Regions from separate parts of the Sus scrofa genome. Here region 1 is linked to region 2. Evidence: chromatin contacts called from public HiChIP or PLAC-seq data. All regions are on one chromosome and are shown on one strand. Each heading gives the region's core, a stretch centred on a gene start, on an enhancer-like site or on the middle of the called end of the contact. The rest is flanking DNA. Distances are from core to core; before and after follow the strand shown.

Region 1 (5,139 bases), core at 2,272-4,771, 180 kb before region 2:
AGGCAAAGGACCCAGCGTTGCCTGGATTCCATCCTTGGCCTGGCAACTTCCACATGCGCACGTGAGGCCAAAAAGGAAAAACAAAAACGAAAACCTCCATTTTAATCTTTCAGAAACTGAGGCACAGATTTTATTTGCCCAAGATTGGAAGGCATTAAGTGGCAAAACTTGATCTTGTCATCATATTTCATGCTTAAAGTCACTCAGTTCATAGGACAGGTTGCTATTTGGAGGTCCCAAATGTCTCTGCTGTCCTGTTCCCACCTCGGCATCAGCCAATCTGACCAGCATCGAATAAAGAGAGACCAAGCCAGGTTTAATCCTCTCCCTTTCCTATTTCATGACTAGAGGGAAGCTTCCCCTGCCCCCTTGTCTCTTACGTGTGCTGCATATTTTGTCCCCTGAATAGACCGCAAGTACCCATAGGGCAATGATAACTATTCTACACATTTATTAGACACAGTGCTAGGAGGATATGTATATGTTTGAGAGCCTGACATCCCTGGATCTGAGTCTTCTGCTTCCCCCTGGAACCATGCTCCTCCCAGTCCCAGTAAGTCTGACAGAGGCTGAGGAAGAGGGTCCTTCTTGGGGAAGATACCTGGGGCAATGAATGGGGGGGGGGGTTGGGGGGGTTCTGAGGAGTGAAACCACTTCCTTTGTAGCTAGTTCCTGTGTTGACAGAACTGCAGGGGAGGAGGGGGGGTGGAGGGAACAGAGTTGGGGGGTTAGGGGGCTACTGAGGCTCTGGAGATGAGAATGCCAAAAGTCCTTCCCCACCCTGAACCTCCACCACTGCAGCAGCTGGAGGAGCTTTTCCCAGTCTCTGTGCTCCCCTGAGGCAAGCGAGGTCTAGCAAGCAGCTTGGGTGGGAAAAGAGAACTGGAGGAAGTTGACAGGGATGGGCGGGGCCGGTGGGGGGGCTGACCAGGAACCCAGCTTCCTGCTCAGTACCCAGGCATCCAGCCCCCGGCTCACCCCCACCCCTTTCAGCCCCTACTCCCCTCAGGACCTCAGGGTTCCGGCCCTCCTCCCAAATCCCACCCCCCCATCGGCTTCTCCCCTCCAGGGGATGGAGGCTGAGAGACCCCAGGAAGAAGAGAATGGTGAGCAGGTGAGCTGAGTACTGGGTCGGGGAGGCTGACACTGCGAGAGGGAGGTGAGAAGACCTGAGAAAGAGACTGAGTCATGGTGGACTCCGGGGACGCGGAGGGGCTTGGGCACACTGAGGCAGAAACAGACACAGAGAGAGGAAATGGGCTACTCGCCTAGCCCTCTGCCCACCCCACCCCTGCCTGACTGGCTGGAACCGCTGTCTCTCAGCATCAGGACCCCGATCAGGATGAGCATGGCTGGCCCCCTGTGAACACCAGCACTCGGCCTTGGCGATCTGCTCCTCCGTCCCCTCCTCCTTCAGGGACCCGCCACACAGGTACCCCCACCCACCCAGGGAACTCCCTGACCCTGGTGCCCACATCCTCCCTGATCCCGTTACCAAGCCCCACTCCATCACGGGCTCCTTCCCCACCTCCTCCAGACTCCCCATCACACCCCTGAGCCCTGATCCCAAGTCCCTCAACACCTTACCCTGCACCCCCCCACACACACACACCCCACTCCTGACTGCCAGCTTCTCTGGGTCTCTGAGCCCTCCCCCTCCTCTCCCAGCCGTGGGGCCCCGTTCGGCCTCCCTTCTCTCCCTGCAGACTGAGCTGCTCCTGGACCTGGTGGCTGAAGCCCAGTCCCGCCGCCTAGAAGAACAGAGGGCCACCTTCCATGCCCCCCAGAAGCTCCCAAGCCTAGGCCGAGTCCCACCCCGGCCTCTTGAGGACAGAGAACAGCTCTACAGCACTATCCTCAGTCACCAGGTGAGTCACCCCACTGCCTGCCCCCCCAGGAGACAAGGCCCAGGCTTCTTGGTCTCTTGGTCCCTGTTCTCTTTGGGGCCCCACCCCTCCTTCTCCCCAGGCACCTGCCCTAGTCCCCCATCCCCATCACACATGTCCTATATGCCCCTCACACCAGCCTGGCTCCTTTCAAGGCCTGCTCCTCTTAGAACCTTACCAACAACCTTCCCTGCCTCTCCTCCTCCAGTGCCAGCGGATGGAAGCCCAGCGGTCAGAGCCTCCCCTACCCCCAGGGGGGCAGGAGCTCCTGGAGTTGCTGCTGAGAGTTCAGGGTGGAGGTCGAATGGAGGAGCAAAGGTCCCAGCCCCCCACACACACCTGCTAAGACTTGAGCTCCCACCAGCCCTTCTGCACTCCCGGGGTTCAAAGCTGGGCGGCCCACTGCAGGCCTTGAGCCCTGCCCCGCAGGGGCACCAGAGACTGGAAGAACCAGCAGAATTCTCAATATTCACTGCCCTCATCCACCTTTCCTGGGAACTAGAGGGGGTGAAAGTCCTCAAACCCTGGGAATTGTCAAGGTAGGATGGATATTTAACTCCCCCTGTGACCAAGTAGGTGGGAGCTTGAGGCCGGGAGAGGATCCTAGGTACAGAGGGACACCTCACCCTTTCCTCTGATCTCAGGGAGGGCCTGGAGTCTTGGTCCTGAGCTGTGGGGACACCCTCCCCCCATAGTCTGGCCACCAGGTGGGAGCTGAGGGCTCAGGCCTCCACCTCCCAAGGAGGCAAATCTCCGGAGGTTCTGACCTGAGAGACAGTTCCACCCTTCTTCCCAACAAGAAGGGAGGAGAGGGCACAGCAGAGACATTGACTCTTCTCCCACCCCCCCACCCCCCCACCCTGGCACATCGCCCCCCCAGCCCCAGAACTGAGGGGCCTACAGCCTGTGGATGGACATTGAGCCCTGCCCACCCTCCCTCCCCACTGCTGTTCTGAACTGTCTGATGTTTGGTTATGTGAATAAATATAATTCCCCTCTGGACTGAAGACTGGTGTCTGGGTGGCAGGGTGGAGGGTAGGAAGGTGAGGCCAGAGGCCGCCACTCTCTCCAGTCTGGCCAGAGGCCAGCTCCCCTCCCTGGCTGGTTAATTACTGGCTCATTAAGCAGCGGCTAGAGACCTTCCTAATTATCCCCCCCAGCCCCCCTCTCCTGGTTTTAATTAAGTAGAACAGGGAGGGGAGTCATTAGGAGAAGAAATATGAACTAAGCTGTCTGTGAACCCAGGCATTCCCGCGGCCGGAGTCCACATCAGCTAGAACCCGGATTCAGAACCCCGGCGGCAGGTGCCCCCAGCCCCCAACACGGCGCCCTCCCAAGCCACAGAGGTCCATCCCTGGGGCCTTCCCTTCTTTTCCCCAAGGGCCAGTCTCCTCCCCTCGTCCCCTCCTCCACTTGGTCTCAGTTCCTCTGTTTCTGTGTCTCTCTCCGCCCCCAGCTCCTCCCTGTTCCTCCTCTCTTCTCCCCTCCTCTTCCTCCCCAGCTCCCCTCCCCCAGCCTCCTCCTCCCTCCTCCCCCCTCCTCCCTCCTCCCTCCTCCCTCCCTCTCTCTCCCTCTCCTCTCTCCTCTCTCTCTCCCCTCCCTCTCTCTCTCTCTCTCTCTCTCTCTCTCTCTCTCTCTCACTCACACACCCCCGCTTGGGCCTCCTCTCTCTCTCCGGCTCCATTTTCTCCGCCGCCGGGGGCCGGGGTCTCCTGTGGGGGGCCCAGACGGTACCCCAGGTCTCCCTCCAGGGCCGGGGCGGACCCCCGGGAGAGCCGGGAGAGGGGGAGACGGGCGGGGGTTGGGGTGGAGGGAGCAGCGGCCCCGGCGAGTTTGGGGGGGAAGGAACCAGGCGGGGGGAGGGGCGGAGCAGGGAGGGGGCCTCAGGGCCCCCCCCAACTATGGACGAGCGGCTGCTGGGGCCGCCCCCTCCAGGCGGGGGCCGGGGGGGCCTGGGATTGGTGGGTGGGGAGCCTGGGGGCCCTGGCGAACCTCCCGGTGGCGGAGACCCCGGTGGGGGTAGCGGGGGGGTCCCGGGAGGCCGAGGGAAGCAAGACATCGGGGACATTCTGCAGCAGATAATGACCATCACCGACCAGAGCCTGGACGAGGCCCAGGCCAAGTGAGTGCCCCCAACCCGGGACCCCACACAGACCCAGCAGAATGCCCGTTCACAAGCTCTGAGCCTGCTGGGAGCCCCCCAACTCCAGGACCCTCCCCAGGATCCTTCAGCTCTCCCTTCCTTTCCTTTCTCGCGGGAGCCCAGAGATAACTGATCCCTCTCAAGCCTCCTTTCAGCCCCAGTCCCCGAAACCTTCAAAAGGGGGAACCCTAGGTGGCTCACCCCCCCAACTCTCACTGACCCCCCCCCACTCTCCCCTGGAACACCCTGCCATCTCCAGAGCTCCCTTCTGGCTCCCAGACTAAGATCTTCTCCCCTAAACTCTCCAGCCCACCGTCGGCCTGCGGGCCTCCACACCCCTGCCCAGAGCTCCTACCATTCCTCTCCAGCCCTGGCCCAGCCTCCAAGGGGCCGAGCTCACCCTCTGCCCCAGCTCAGCTGACACTGGAAGCATCAGAGCCTCCCGCCCTGCTCAGTCCCAGGACCCTTCTTCACACACCTCTATACCGAACTCCCCACTCTAGCTTAGCACCTCTGACCCCTCAAACTCCAACTCTTCTCCTCCCCAGCCTCCTCTCTTCCTCTGAAATGTACCTAGTCACCCTCATTTCTGCAGTCACCCCAGGTCGTCCTCTCAACCCTTCTGGATCCTCTCCCACGGTCCTCCGCCCGGCCATGGTGCCTTTCGCCGGCTGCACCTTCCCTCCACCCATCCAAAGCCAAGCCGCTTCCCCGAGTGTCCACACACTGGGAGCCGATCTCTTCCTATGAACCCCCCAACTCCGTTCTGCCCCGAACCCCACTTTCTCCCACCACAGATTTACCCATCTCCTCCCTTGTTCCCAGGCTCTCTCTCACCCTCCTGGGTGTGTCGCTTTGTGGTTGGTCTTTCCCACTCCCCCGTTCCTCTCAACTTTTCTCTCCCGTTCCTCCCAAGGAAACACGCCCTAAACTGCCACCGAATGAAGCCTGCTCTCTTTAGCGTCCTGTGTGAAATCAAGGAGAAAACCGGTATGTGGGATCCCCGTCTGACTTCTCAACTCTGGGGACAGAACCCTGTTCACTGTAGGACTCAGGCTGAGAGTTTGACAACTTGGGGCCCAGAGGAGAGTGGGGGTCAGGAAGATTTGC
Region 2 (4,767 bases), core at 1,989-4,488:
CCTCGCCCTAGAGAGTGGGTTAAGGATCTGGCATCGCTGTGGCTGTGGCGTAGGCTGGCAGCTGCAGCTCTGATTGGACCCCTTGCCTGGGAACCTCCATATGCCAGGGATCTGGCCCGAAACAGCAAAATAAATGAGTAAATAAATAAATAAAGGATGAGGCAGGGAAGCCGAGAAGAGATGAGACTTAGAAAGGGCGCAGGTGAGAACAGGGATGGTGAAGGGGGAGGCGGTGGCGGGGACCTGTACCGTGTCATGTGTTTCTGGGCGAGGGCGATGGCGTATTCAGCCACAACTGTCTTCCCCGCGGATGTGTGAGCTGCAACAAAGACTGAGTCGTGCCGTTCCAAGTGCAGGATGGCCTGTTTCTGAAACACATCTGGCTCAAACGCCCACTGTGGGAGAGAGCAGGAGATCGGGGCTGAAGAATGGAGGGGGTCTTCCTGCCTCCAACTTGAGGGGCACTCGGGGCAGCAGGGAGAAAGCCAAGGTGAGGCCAGGCCAGGACTGAGGTCCAACACTGGCCTGAAGGCATCAGGCCTCCGGTGGGGGGAGGACCCAAGGCTGGGGTGGGGGCGGAGGAGAGCGGGTGAGGGCTGCTCACACTACCTGGAAGGCTGGCTGGGGAATGAGGCGGTAGAAATCACCCACGGGGGAGGTGACATCCACGGGAATGGCCCACTCTTCCTGAGGTGGGGGCTTGGGAGGCTCTCGGGGGGCTACAGCTGTGGACGCTTCCTGGAAAAGTCAGAGGTAGGGGTGATAAAGACAGAGGCAGAGAGCATTCCACTACCACCCCAACCAAAAGATGCTCCAGTCTTTCTCTTGGACCCAGGCAGGCCCGCCCACCCTGTCCGGGGCAAGGCCCCTTCTTCCCTGCCTCAACAGCCCAGAACCACCAACCTTCAACACTAGGTCCTCCAAGCTGCTTGCTCGAGCCAGGGGAGCACTGCAGGGAGGGGCAGAAACAACGTCCCGTTGGGCACCTCCTGGCTGTCCCACTGCCTCACTCTCATCCTCATCGCCCCCACCCAAATCCAGGGGCTCCAGCAGGCGGCTGAGGCTGAGCAACCCAGGAGCTGGAGCTGAGTGATCTGAGGAGCAGGGCAAAAAACAGTCATGTCCAGCTCTGCTCTGAAGCAGTAGGGCGCCACTTCTTCTACGCCCCCATCTCAAAACTGAAACTCACCCTTTGGTGCAAAGTCCACACCTTTCTTGAAGCCGGGCGGAACAGTCAGAAGATCTGGAGGAAAGGGACAGAGAGAGAGAATCAGGGCTACTGCAAGCTGCTGAACAAGTCACTATATAAACCTAAAGGACATCATTCACAGTGTAGATGCTGTAGTTGGGGATATTTGTCATGACACTTTTCCAACAGTTGACAGCAGGGTTCCTTCTAATTTGCTCAAAGAAATAAGAAAGCCAGCAAGGACCCAGTGAGAGGCCTGGGCCCTTCCTCCTCGGGGCCTGGGCTCAGAGCCCTCCCTCAAAAGGGCCCATCCTGGCACCACCTCACCTTTCTCGAAGTCTATCTCCTCCTCTGCCTCCTCCCGAGTACTCAGATCTGTGATGCTAGGCTCATCCATCCCACCTGGGGAGAGGTTGGAGAAACAGGGATTCATGGGGTGGCCATGACTCAGGGGGGTGGAGAATAAGGGCTCCCTCTCCCCGACCATCCCATTTCCACAAGCATCACCTGGCCAAAAAGGGTACTGTGTTGGATTCCCCCACAGGGACTGGGAGGCGGGCCCTGGTGGCCGGCGAAGAGATAAGGAGGTTGTGGCCGACAGGTTTGTATTCTCTAGCAGGACCTGAGGCAAGAGATCAGAGCGCCAGTGAGGCTGAGTTGGCCTCTGACAACCCCCCGCTCCGGCCGCCACCCCCCCACCCCACCCCCCCCACTTCCCAACTCTGCTTCTTGTGGCCCCTGACCTCTTACCTCCTTGTAGCCTAGTATCTGGCCTGTGGTTGGGTGTCTTTGGGCCTGCAGGTCGGAGGGGACTGGGGCCCCCAGTGCGGCCAGGAGAGACCAGGGATCCATCTTCCTCTGCCATTTTCTGGACAGAAAGAAATTTTCAGCTCTTTCTCCTCTGTCTCAACTTCCTTCAGGAACCCATTTCCCCTAGTCCAGGCCCCTCTAGACTCCTCACCGGGCTGAGTGCTCCACACCATGCAGAGGCAGCCAGGCTGGAGAGGACAGAAACAACTGTTCTGCTTCTTGCTGCAGATCTGGGGCACAGGGTGGGAGGCCGTGGGGAAGCTGGAACAGGGCAAGACGAGAGGCATGAGGCAAGGAAAGAGAGTAAGACACAGACAAAAGAGATGGTGACGGGCTTCATGTTTAGATCAGAAATGGTAGGTGTCCCATACAGGCTAGGACAATTAGGCTGAAGCAATAGTTTCCAAAGGTTGTCCTACTTTATAGGAAAAACTGACCTGCAACTGAATTATCTGGAGAGCTGTTTAATAATATAGATTTTGGATTAAAGAATTTCTGGAGATGGACCTAAGAATTTCTAATTTAGGAAAGCTCCCCCTCTAATCATGAGGCACACAGATTCTGATAATCACTAGTTTTAGGAAAAGGAGCCCCAGACCTAAGGATGAAAAACCGAAGGTGCTCAAGGGCTGACCTATCAGCCACCAACAAGTGCCCTGGTGCTTGGAGACAGAAGAAGATGCCAGGGAGAAAAGACCCACTGGAAAGAGCAGTTCTCAGAGCTAAAGTTATCCCCAGGGCTCCCTGCTCTGTCTTCTCATGGGCTCTGACGCACTGCAGGTCGACTGGGTTGGGATCCATCCCGCACCAGTCCAAAGCTGGGATGACAGGTGTCCAGAGACAGGTGAGCCAGGTCAGGTTAGACCCTACTGTGAGAAGGCTGAAAGGGGTTTTAAGCCCTATTAATAAGGGTCAAGGTTAGGTTAGAGCTAAAAGTCACTCACGGTGCTCTCTGGAGCCCCAGGCACATTCAGCAGCTCCCAGCGCCCGGTACATCCTAGCTCCAAGGCGCGGAGGGGCAGATCCAGGGGATCTGGGGTAGGCAGCACTATGGGAGGAAAATCACAGGTCAGGGGTCAAGGGTCATTCCCTGTCTCCTCCTCCTTCCCACCTTCTGCCCCCTCACCGAGTCGCTCCGTCTCCATCATCCTGGAGCCACGGTAGCTGCCGGGCAGCCCGGAAGTGTAGGGAGGAGCCGAAACCCGCGGAACTAGCGGCGACTTCCGGAACACACCCCGCTGGGGGCGGGGACGAGCACTACCGAGGGGCGGAACCCAAGCTGGTGGGAGGCCGGACGGAAGTGTGCGCGCCGCGAGCCGCCTTGGTTACCGCGGTCTCCGCCCCTCGCTACGTCATCGCTCCGAGCCAGCGATCCGCTGCCCGCGCGGGCGCCGCCCGAGACCGTGGGGCTCCGGTTGCCGCCCCCTCAGGTAAGGCCTTCTCCGTCTCACCCTTCGCCCCTTTTTTCCGAGCTCCTTCTCTCTTCTTGCCCTGTTCGTTGCTCTGAGAGCGCTGCGCGGGTTCCACTGCCTCCTCTGCTTTTCGGACCCTGCGAATGCCATACTAACCCCAGCGAGGTAGGGGGGGTCTGGTGCCATCGTCTTCGCGACGGAGGGGGTGTTTCTCCCTTCCTGGGCTACGTGGTGCCCCAAGGCGCTGGTATCCGTGATTCCCGGAGAGAGAAGGGAATGCTGGTTGATCCCGACGAGCGGGGGCTTGGACGGCAGCTGGTTTAAGCAAGGGGTAGGGAGAGGCAAAAGACAGGAGTAGGCAGGCCTGGAGGGGTGGGATTGGGTGCAGTGTGGACGGCGTGTGACCCCTGGGCGGTGACAGTGGAGAAAGATGTCTTGGGCCCTGCCCCTGAACCAGGAGCCACCATGTTGGTGATACCCCCCGGACTGAGCGAGGAGGAGGAGGCTCTGCAGAAGAAATTCAACAAACTCAAGAAAAAGGTGAGGGAGTGTGTGTGGGCATGGCCCAAACTTTCAAAGACTCTACACTGAGAACACCTGGGGTGAGTGTGAGGGGATGGGGGGGTGGGGGTTCTTCTAGCTCATACCTAGAGACATGGCACCTCTCAGTGTCCCTTCATGGGTGGACTTTCTCAAGGTGGATACTTGCTTTTCTCTCTTTTCTGTATAGTCTGCCATGGAGGTGTCTTCCTTTCCTCCGGCTTTTAGTACCACCTAAGAACTGGTGATCCCAGGCTTGGTTTTTTTTAGTTCCATCTGTATCTTGCCAATAACCTTCATATATTGCCGCTCTGGTCTTACCTATTCTAATCTTGGTCTTCCAAATAGGACTGACTCCATTCACTTCTCCCGCTGTTTGGAATCCAGATCTCGTCTCTGTCTTATTTGCGTAGCCAAATGTTTGCCGAGTCGTCTTGATTCCTCCTTTGAAGTAACTTCTTCTGTTTACTCCTTCCTGTGTATTCTCGCAGTCAGGCCTTTGCTGATGCTCACCTAGACTGTTGTAATCGTCTCTCAGCAAGTTTCTTTTTTCGACAGACTTTTTTACTTCTATTAAAATGGTGCTTTGAAAACAGAAAACACTGTCCTTCTTTTTCTCAAAAGCCAGTGGTTTCACATTGTCTATAAAAGAGCCTTAATTTGGCAGCCCTTCCTCGTCAAATAGAACTATTCCTGGGAGTTCCCGTCGTGGCGCAGTGGTTAACGAATCCAACTAGGAACCATGAGGTTTCGGGTTCGGTCCCTGCCCTTGCTCAGTGGGTTAACGATCCGGCGTTGCCGTGAGCTGTGGTGTAG

The links. HiChIP or PLAC-seq counts read pairs in DNA pulled down with a chosen protein or histone mark.
Region 1: a contact with region 2 is called in an H3K27ac HiChIP or PLAC-seq map of alveolar macrophages. The contact joins the promoter of PBX2 here to the promoter of SKIV2L in region 2. A contact is called at or near these places in 3 of 5 promoter capture datasets (fetal liver, fetal skeletal muscle and liver), 3 of 47 Hi-C or Micro-C datasets (alveolar macrophages, blood and heart right ventricle) and 2 of 2 datasets of contacts at active chromatin or transcription factors (alveolar macrophages and skeletal muscle).

Annotation. Positions count from the first base shown.
Region 1 is chr7:24,225,322-24,230,460 of Sscrofa11.1, reverse strand. It overlaps PBX2 (PBX homeobox 2), which reads left to right and starts at 3,521. Exons shown (of 10, transcript NM_001123157.1): 1 at 3,521-4,008; 2 at 4,946-5,019. The coding sequence starts at 3,788. GPSM3 (G protein signaling modulator 3) reads left to right here and starts at 685. Exons shown (of 4, transcript NM_001123119.1): 1 at 685-1,114; 2 at 1,330-1,432; 3 at 1,669-1,868; 4 at 2,095-2,888. The coding sequence starts at 1,073. The coding sequence ends at 2,232.
Region 2 is chr7:24,045,487-24,050,253 of Sscrofa11.1, reverse strand. SKIV2L (Ski2 like RNA helicase) reads right to left here and starts at 3,238. Exons shown (of 28, transcript NM_001101817.1): 1 at 3,126-3,238; 2 at 2,944-3,047; 3 at 2,151-2,260; 4 at 1,940-2,057; 5 at 1,697-1,811; 6 at 1,517-1,591; 7 at 1,190-1,243; 8 at 904-1,094; 9 at 610-738; 10 at 250-395. The coding sequence starts at 3,147. NELFE (negative elongation factor complex member E) reads left to right here and starts at 3,353. Exons shown (of 11, transcript NM_001101825.1): 1 at 3,353-3,429; 2 at 3,869-3,951. The coding sequence starts at 3,877.